Regions from separate parts of the Zea mays genome. Here region 2 is linked to region 1. Evidence: chromatin contacts called from public Hi-C data. All regions are on one chromosome and are shown on one strand. Each heading gives the region's core, a stretch centred on a gene start, on an enhancer-like site or on the middle of the called end of the contact. The rest is flanking DNA. Distances are from core to core; before and after follow the strand shown.

What was found. Hi-C and Micro-C count contacts between places; a contact is called where the count stands out from the background.
Region 2: a Hi-C map of tassel shows a contact between it and region 1, with 2.8 times the contacts expected there. The contact joins two enhancer-like sites. A contact is called at or near these places in 2 of 25 Hi-C or Micro-C datasets (leaf and tassel).

The regions. Positions count from the first base shown.
Region 1 is chr4:58,438,124-58,442,668 of Zm-B73-REFERENCE-NAM-5.0, forward strand. LOC103653283 (a long non-coding RNA gene) reads left to right here. Exons shown (of 3, transcript XR_565377.2): 2 at 1,972-2,026; 3 at 2,113-2,709. Among protein-coding and RNA genes, the nearest start is that of LOC103653283, 4.1 kb to the left of the region's middle. Within about 2 kb of position 2,393, at least 9 of the 20 cell types and tissues checked have an H3K27ac peak or open chromatin away from gene starts, as enhancers often do. A contact at or near this core is called in leaf and tassel, where this site is marked.
Region 2 is chr4:58,606,965-58,611,509 of Zm-B73-REFERENCE-NAM-5.0, forward strand. No RefSeq gene overlaps it. Among protein-coding and RNA genes, the nearest start is that of LOC103653283, 170 kb to the left of the region's middle. Within about 2 kb of position 2,132, at least 17 of the 20 cell types and tissues checked have an H3K27ac peak or open chromatin away from gene starts, as enhancers often do. A contact at or near this core is called in leaf and tassel, where this site is marked.

The sequences.
Region 1 (4,545 bases), core at 1,143-3,642:
TGTCCTATAGTCAACATTCTTATGATACCACTTCTGTCACACCCGGATTTAGGGGGCAAACCCGGGCGCAAATCAAATGTGTTCTAGGATCAAGTCTCACACATATGATGACTCATGGTACATAAACGAAAGTTAAGTCTTTAATATATAATGGAGTTCTGTACAAAATAGTTAAATGATTACATCATACAAAGACAACGATCCAGCAACCATAGTTGACTGGGAGACGACGACCTAGACCTCTTAAGAACTCATCGCGACATCCTTCATGCTCCTCGTCTTGCAGTACCTGTTCTTGACCTGGGGGATGTGAGTACAATAAGGGTGAGTTCACATACGTTCATAAATTCACTTACAGTGGGGCTCATGTGAAGTGTAAGACTTACCAAAGGAGATGGTTAAAGCTGAGCATTGCTTTTAAAGTTGGTCAAAGTTTTATTAGCAGTTACTAAGTATAAGTGGATACCAAACCAAATAAATAAGAGATCACAATTATTAATAACACCCACGATGCAATGCAAATGATAAATTAAGTTTAGTTCCATAAATTACTCATATGAGTGTCCGAGCCGCTCATGACCGTGAGCACGACTGATATACCAGTTTTACACTCTCCAGAGGTTGTGCATCGATCTTACCCACAAGTCATGTTACCCATCTTCCACGTGGTCATGAATCCCATACAACTTTACCGGGGAGGCGAGGCAGGGTAGCACTACGAGGCCTTTCTAAAGTTCCACTAGTTCAAAAAAACTCACTACGGATTCAGAAAGAAGGAAGCGTAGTAATCCCTCGTCCGAAAAGCCATCACATATCAGTTTTCATGACGACTAAGATGTAATAACTTTATTTTATTTCGATGTACTTATTTTCTATGAAATGTTGTATCACGTGATGCAGTGGATGTTAATTTATCACGATATTGGTTGCGAAGGAAAAGTTTGAGATCCTTCGCGATTTCATCGGACCCAGGGGCGGATCTAGGAGGGGGGCTGCCGGGGCTGCAGCCCCGGTCGCCCCATGACACCTATTTTATGATGTGTCCTAATAGTATATACTCCATCTATTTTAAAATAGTAGTCATCATTTTAGGAAATTAGTAGGTTTATATAATTTTTGATTGATGCATGTGTTTTATATATATGTCTAGATTCATCATCATCCATTTGAATATAGACATAAAAACAAAGAGCTAAAAGGACAACTATTTTGAAACGTGTGAGTATATTATAACATAAATACAGCCTATAAAGGTTAACTAAGATAGGCCACAACCTTCTTTCTAATCGTGTCATTCAGCACATGTATTTGGCCTCTATCTGTGCCACCAGCACGCTAGGTGGTAGCGCGCGCATCCACGCTGGATCCCGTCCATGCTTCAGCAGTGTAAATCCACGCCACCACACATGACGTATTCATGAGCTAGCGCGCACGGCCAATGCACATCTAACAGTTAGCAGCGCGCATGTACCCAACGCAAGGGGCACAAGCCAGGGGCGACGACAGGGGGGACACGGGAGCAATGCCCCCCTAATGCTCCCCTAATTCTATAGGACATGTTAGTTTTTAGCTAATTCTCATGTAAATAGTACAAAAAATGCTTCTAACAACCCCCTTATTCTAATTTGGTCCCCGTAATTTTGGATCCTGGCTTCGCCCCTGCTGCAAGCAGCACCATGACAGACCTGCTGCAACATGCTAGGACATCAGGCCTGCGACGACGTCGTCGTGGCACTCACCCCCAAGATAGCCACTAGTGGCTCCGTCAAACATATTTTAACATATAGCCCCTACTTTGATCCAATCCTGGATCCGCCACTGATCGGACCCCTAGGTTTATAAAGGTTCAAATGTGTTAAATCATTGTCATGCAATTGGTTTTCGTACTTTATTTCTTATAAATCTGGTTGAGTCGCTGCATTAATAATACCGCGATTTTGTCATTCGGTGATACATATTAGTCTACTGCAGAGCAGAAACGGAACGGTGACACCAGTTTCCTTCCCTTCTATTTGGCGTTCAAAAGGTAGGCTAAATTTTAGTCTAGTCTACCCGAACACCACTCGGATTGGTCTCCGCTAACGTTTTTTCCCCTCTTGTCTTATACAACAGGAGTTTAGGGGCGTGTTCGGTTGGCTGCAAGCCGACACTGTTGCAGCTGTTTGGACTGCTGCAGCTGCAATCCATAGAGAGAAAAATACTGTAGAAGCCGCAGCCGCAGCCGGATTGCAGCCGCAGCAAGCCGCAGCGAACAAGCTGTAGGTTTCTTGTGTCTTGCGGTCTGAAATGGAGCTTCCGTCAGAAAAATCAATATGCTGTCATGACGAGACGAGACTTGAACAGCTCCTCTCCAGGCTGGCCCAAAACAAGTTCAGCCTGGCCCATACGAAGGTTTCGGCAGCCTGGGCTTTGTCTGACGAAAGCTTTCGGTGCATCTGGAGCAGTTACTCATGGATTTGGTACGTCCCGCTTTGTCTGAATCATGAAAAGTCGCGTGTTCGATCTGCAATCATGATGCATTTGGAGCTAGCAGTTACTCATGGATTCCTGGTGCGTGCATCTTCTGGTCTCTGCTGCATGCATGCAGAATCATGGTGGGTTTTTTTAATTATGCAAGTGTTTGCTTATTTTCAGCAGCGATGTCCAATTCAATAATAGTGTCTTGTAAAGATTTTTTTTTTGATGTTTATGGAATCCATTATTGTGCCAATCCCAGCCTATCAGATGCCTACGGAGGGCGCTCATCTTGTTATTCCACCTTTGAACTGAGTTGCGGCCTTTCATTGGCTTGCTCCAAATTCCTATGACAAGACTATATAGAAATCATCACGTAGGAACCAGCTTAGTTCTACTTTGAATTGTCTTTTTGTTTCTTGTGTAAGCTGGAGAACCAGTGTCTAATAGAAGGGGGTATGATCCGAGACCCCACGATCTAGGGCCTTAACAGAAACAAAAGGATATTTGGATTCCCAATCTGAAGACATTAGAATGCGGTCTAATTTGTCATAGGTTGGAATGGGAAGGGAATTGGCCCAAGTGAATTGACGTCCCATCAAATCAATTTCCCAAAGGTCAAAGCTATCTATAACAACATTGAACAAGAAAGGCTATCGACCATTGAATCTATCATCTATCGTTGTTCTTCTCCTTGCTATTCCTTAGAATATTAAAGTCACCACCTATTAGCATGGGCAATGGATTTTGTTGACAAGCTCTGACTAGCTCAGATAAGAAGACTATTTTGAATTCATCCTGAGCTAGACCATAAACTGCCATAAGAATCCATTTGAATTTATCTACCTTATCGTAAATATGAAATTTAATATAAAATCCCCCTTCCACAATTAGAGACAAGTCAAGCACAGTAGCATTAACACCCAATAAAATTCCACCAGATCTCCCTCGCGGGGAAGACAATGCCAAATAAAATCCTTGTCCCCTGAAAGGCGAGCGAGGCTTGTTTTTGACATGTCATGCTTCCCAGTTTCCATGATAGCCACAAAGTTCAAATCATATTCTTTAATGGCTTCATCAATGAAACGATATTTAGCCAAGTCCGCTAGACCTCTACTATTTCAAAAAAAATCCTTTCGTTAGAAAACTAGATTATTTATTTTAAAGGCTTTATTTTTTTCTTAAACTGGACTTTGATTTGCGACTGGTAACTATAAGGTCACAAATTCTTGTGTCAAGTTCCAAGTCATCAAAGCTTACATATGTTATATCCTTTAACAAGTGATCAACTAGGGTATTGTCCATAACAGTATCCTGATTATCACTGTCAAGAGAGAGATCTTATTTTTAGTTTTTCTGCTAGTTTCAAAGATTTTGAAGGAGTTACAGTGCTTCTATCAACCTCAATACATTTTAGAGCATTAATAGATAGATTAACTATTTTATCAATACCCCTAACTTGATCCCAAGACTAATAAGATTTCTGGTGCATCTATCAATTGACATGCCATTAATCGACAATGGATTAGAGTTCAACGTACCCATATTTGAGGCACAAGGTGATGAAGTAGGCGAGAAAGGATATCCAACATGGCCCTCAACCGGCAACTGCTCCGAAGGCCCGTCTAGATTTCTCAACGCATCTCTTTTCATTGCTTTAGAAACCATTTGTTCATCTGCTACAGAGAAACCATCAGCAGATAAAATAGAATTTAGGCAAATACTACGCCGTAGACGTACCAAGAGTGTTTGAGAGGTTAGCCTGAGTCGATCCCACATAGGGGCCAGACCTCAACGTTGAAGATACCCTTTCAACACCAGTACCCTGTTTGTTAGCTGCACCAGGCGGACAATGTAGGTGGTCCAACCGCGCATCAGCAAACGATGCACCAAGCCACCAAGCCCTGCTGTAGCAAGGGGGTGCTGCATCACCTGTTGCACGATAGGTAACCCATTCCCTTACCCCGTCGTAGCCACCTGTGATTGATGCTCGGCAGACGACAAAACCATTTGGTTGCAGCGGCAACTGATCCAAGCAAGACGGGGATTGCTGGCCAGCAGCAAGCAATGATTGAACAAACTGCAGGTCAG
Region 2 (4,545 bases), core at 882-3,381, 170 kb after region 1:
CACTTTAAGATATGTATTGATTTAAAACGCTGATGTGAATGAGTTCGACAAATTTGTTGCAACTAGCATAGGCCCAAGGGATACACATCCCGGTGCCCCCACCACCACCTCCCATTCATTATCCTTGGTCTTCACCTCCACCTATACCTACATATCCATCTACCGAACATCAGGTATGCATATTCATCATCATTTACTTATTGTTAGTTATATTATGATGTAACTCAGCAAATGCCATTTGTACATGTATATTAGACCCATCCAGCTACCTTGCCGACGCATGAACAAGACGACGGGTTAGACTTTGTCGAAACCCTCTTCAACAGTGGAGGTATCGACCATCACTCTTCACTGTAACCCGATGGTGATCGGCGACCGTGAGCTTCCATGTTTTTGCATTCTGATACTTGAGACTTTTATTATGACTATGTATGAGATATTGTCTCCTATTAGTACTGGATGATGAGATGTGTCTTATTATGACTATGGATGAGACTTGTGATGTAATTGATGAGACTATGGATGAGACTTTTGTGATGTAATTGATGAGACTATGGATTTAAATATTGATATGTGATTGTGTGTGAGATGTTTTATGTGAAAATATGTTGTGCTATATAGCTGTTGATATATTTGTTATGTTGTGGAATGTGGTGTAAAATATAAACAACATTTATAATGCTGGTCAAATTAACTTCCTAGAGGCTTATTAAGCCGTAGGAAGTTAGCTAGCTAACTTTGTAGGGGCTACAGTCAGACGTAGAAAGTTAGCCAGCTAACTTCCTAGGGGCTACAGTCAGCCGTAGGAAGTTAGTCGTAGAAAGTTAGTCAGCTGATGGCGTGAAGCTACTAACTTCCGAGAACCTACTAACTTCCGATAGGCTTCATTGGCTGTAGCAAGTTAGCTAACTTTCTAGAGGGCTCTAGAAAGTTAAGCTAACTTCCGACAAAAAAATTCCGAGAGCCAAACTTCCGACGGGGTGGCTTAACTTCCGAGAGTTTCGCTAACTTCCTAGAGTTTAGGGCTAACTTTCTAGGGTTTAGGCTCTAGGAAGTTCACTATTTTGGTGTTGTGGTAAAGCTCTTTGGAGGCAAGCACGGTGGCCTACTCTAGATCTTCTTCAAATCCATTGCCTAACTCCTTATGAGCGAGCGCATGCACCGGCCTTTTATGGATCAATGTCAAGCTCCTTTGGACCAACTACGTCGAACACCTCCATAGCTCTCTGTAAGGTCATTGGTGACAAGCACGCTAGGTGATCATCACCACCTCTATACCTCTTGTATTCCTCTTTCCCCCCTATTTCTATATCATTGGTTCTGGGTTAGAGCAACTGCTTTTTGTTGAAGAAGCTGCTTATCTGAGAAGTTGGCTCATTGTCTACTTTTACTTCGTTCTAAGAAGCATTTAAATTGATAAGCTGCTACGAAACACCATAGTTGGTACAGGTTCTACAAATTAAGTTGTGAGCTAGATCAGCTTGTTGGCTATGACAAGTTCTTTAGGCCAACCTAGCATATAAAAAGCGAAACGACGGATCATACCTGGAACATAAGGTACAAGACCCAGTTCGGCCCGATCATGTACATCCATACCTGTGTGCATGCGCACGGGCGCGTTTGTGGTAGCGTGCGTCCACAACACTCGACACACGTATAACTGGATCCGTCGCTTAGGGCATGTACAATGGTGTTTAATGTAGAGACTCTTGAGGTGTTATTTGCAAAAAATCGTGGAGCCGTATCTCCGCGAAGTGACGTGTCTAGCTCTTAAACCAAGTAGCAACGTTGTACAAACACATTTATTTCTGTATTTATTAATAGACTACATTTATAAACACTTTATTGTATAATATAGTTTCTTAGTTATCTTTATAATTGGAGAACCGTTTTTGATATCTCTCGGGCATATATGGCCTTAGATCCGTGGTGGTGCCGTGTTCTGTGGCCTGCTTGTCTGTAGCAGCTTTGACTGCATCCGGGGGAGGCGCCAGCCCGCCGGCTGTGTAGCGTTTCCCGCGCGGCGCGCAACGCAAAGCACAAGCTCAGGAAACCGCGGCGGCCCTTGGCCCCCCGTTACGAGCCAGAGCCGGCCATGCGACGTGCGCGCGGCTGATCGGGAGAGGCCAGGCCACCCAGGGCTGGCTATGCCTGCCGCGCGGGCGCGCGTCTCAATTTGGCCGTTGCGTGCTCCATGCGCCACCCTCCGCGGCGAGGCCGCACGCAGTCACCGACTCGACCCGACCTTGTGCCGGCCCCTTGCACTCCAAGAGCTTCCAGTACGTAGCAGTGAACTGTAAATTGCTCATCGCCATGCATGTTTTCATGGCGATGGAAGAGACAAATTCATTTCTCCTGGATGAACAGACAGCTTTGAGTGGATCTTGCATGAAATTTTATTATTACTATTTGAATTGAAGCCATTCCTTAAGCCTCCACGTTCGACGCCCTCACAAAGTAACAATCTAATAAATTCTCGCAAAAAGGAGAAAAAACATCTAGAAACTAAAAGTCGTTGGTGCAATGGTTGCATTTTTTACACATCTGATCATCTAAATTTCTCATAGAAAAAGTAAATTACTACCGAAAAAAAGAATCCAGACTCTGATAGTAGTCCTAGTTAAATTAGAACCGGTACCAAAATAAGATTTAGGGCCTGTTTGGAAATTATTTTTTCTCAAAACCACAGTTTATAATACCACGGTTTATTGTAATTCATGACACAACTATAATATATTTTACATTAGTCCAATTCAACGCCTGTTTGGAGATAAATTATTCTAATTATAGTGTAGAAGAAGAGAAGACTGTAGTTACGTGTAAACTAAAAACTTTGGTCCAAACTAGATATCCTTTAGTATCCATTTTTGCAATCAACCGATGCTAACACAACAACAAAAACCGAAACTTTTGTAGGCCGAAATAAATTATATGCGTTTTTAGCTATGCCTACAAAAATTAGCCAATTTTCGTGAGTCCTTAAACAGTCAATAAAAATTAATATTTTTTGTCAGGTGCTGTCAGACAATCAACATAAATTATGCATTTTACACCGTCATTCGTGCCTTTTTCTCCCTCTCATTCTTTTCTCCCGCTCTCAGTCACTCCCGCCTCCACGTACCTCGTCGCCAGGGGCCCGGCGCCTGCCTTATCAAATGCAGCGCTCTAGCATAGATTCTTCTGTGCTTTTCTCCATCCAACAAAATTAGTATAATTTTTATTGACCACCCATAAAATTTAAATATATCAAGCTAATAAATATTAATTATTATATGGTTACTTTAATAATCAACATGCATTTTTAGTATACTAGTTTGGTAAAACTAACTATAATGGAATATTTAACGGCTAGTTTTTAAACTAAAATATCTACTATCTATTAAGTTAATAGTGTAGACCACAGCACAACCATATACCCTCACCCCTACCCCTGCCTCGCTTTGCCTGTCCCGCCCGCCACGCAATGCCCGCCCCCTCCCCCCCTGCAATAGACGCCCCTGCCCGGGCGCCCCCTCCGTTTCGTGCGGCTCCCGTGAGCCCGCCGTCCTCCCCCCACACCGCTCCCTCCCCATGATATTGTCGCCCCCTTCCGGATACCTGCTATCCTCCCTCGTCTCACTCCCTCGCCCCCGATAGATAGCCGACAATCTCCCCGAGTTCTTGCATAAAAGGGAGGGGTTTTACCAACCAACAACGCCTGGGTGCTGTAGTACTAGGTAGAGGTACCATGTCGGGCACCGTGGGCGATGGGAAGTCGGTGGGGCGCTTCTTGGTGAGGAGGTGGAGCATCTCATTCGCGGCAACGGAGATTAGAGAGGAGGATGCGCGCGAGGCGCAGCGGCTGAAGCTCGTGGCGGTGGCGTCCATCTTGGCGTCGGGCACGGCGGGGGTGCTGGTCCCGCTGCTGGGCCGCTCCGCCTCGACGCCGCGCACCAATGGGGACGTCTTCTTTGCCGTCAAGGCGTTCTCCACGGGGGTCATCCTCACCACCGACATGGTGCACATCCTGCCCGCGCCCTTCGACGCTCTCGTGCCAGCCTGTGGCAACAGCGCCAGGACCATCAGTTTCCCCTACGCGGACCTCGTGGCCATGTGCTCCACCATGGCCACCATGATGGTTGACTCCACCGCCGTGGCTTACTACCAGTGCGCGCACTTCCGCAAGGCGCGCCCCGTCGATGGAGGCTAGGGTCGCGCGTTCCCACGGATGAGGAGGGCGCCGCCGCCATCGAGCGCGTGGGCCACGTGCACGCGCACAAGCCGCCTGCCGGTGCCTTGCCTCAGGATGCCTCCATCGTCGCCGTGTCCATTAGGCACACGATGATCTCTCATGTGAGCACCTTTCCAGATTCCCTCAATAGTGGTCCACAAGAGTGAAAAAAGAATCTGGTGAAAGTTTGCAATAATCTGGAATGCTAATGATTCAAACATTCTAACTTCAACTGAGATAGGATAGATATGATATGGCGAGCGACTTTGATCTGAACCATTTTGTAATACCCAAAAAGTGTAAAAGAGGATATAGTTGATTTACATATATGTGGT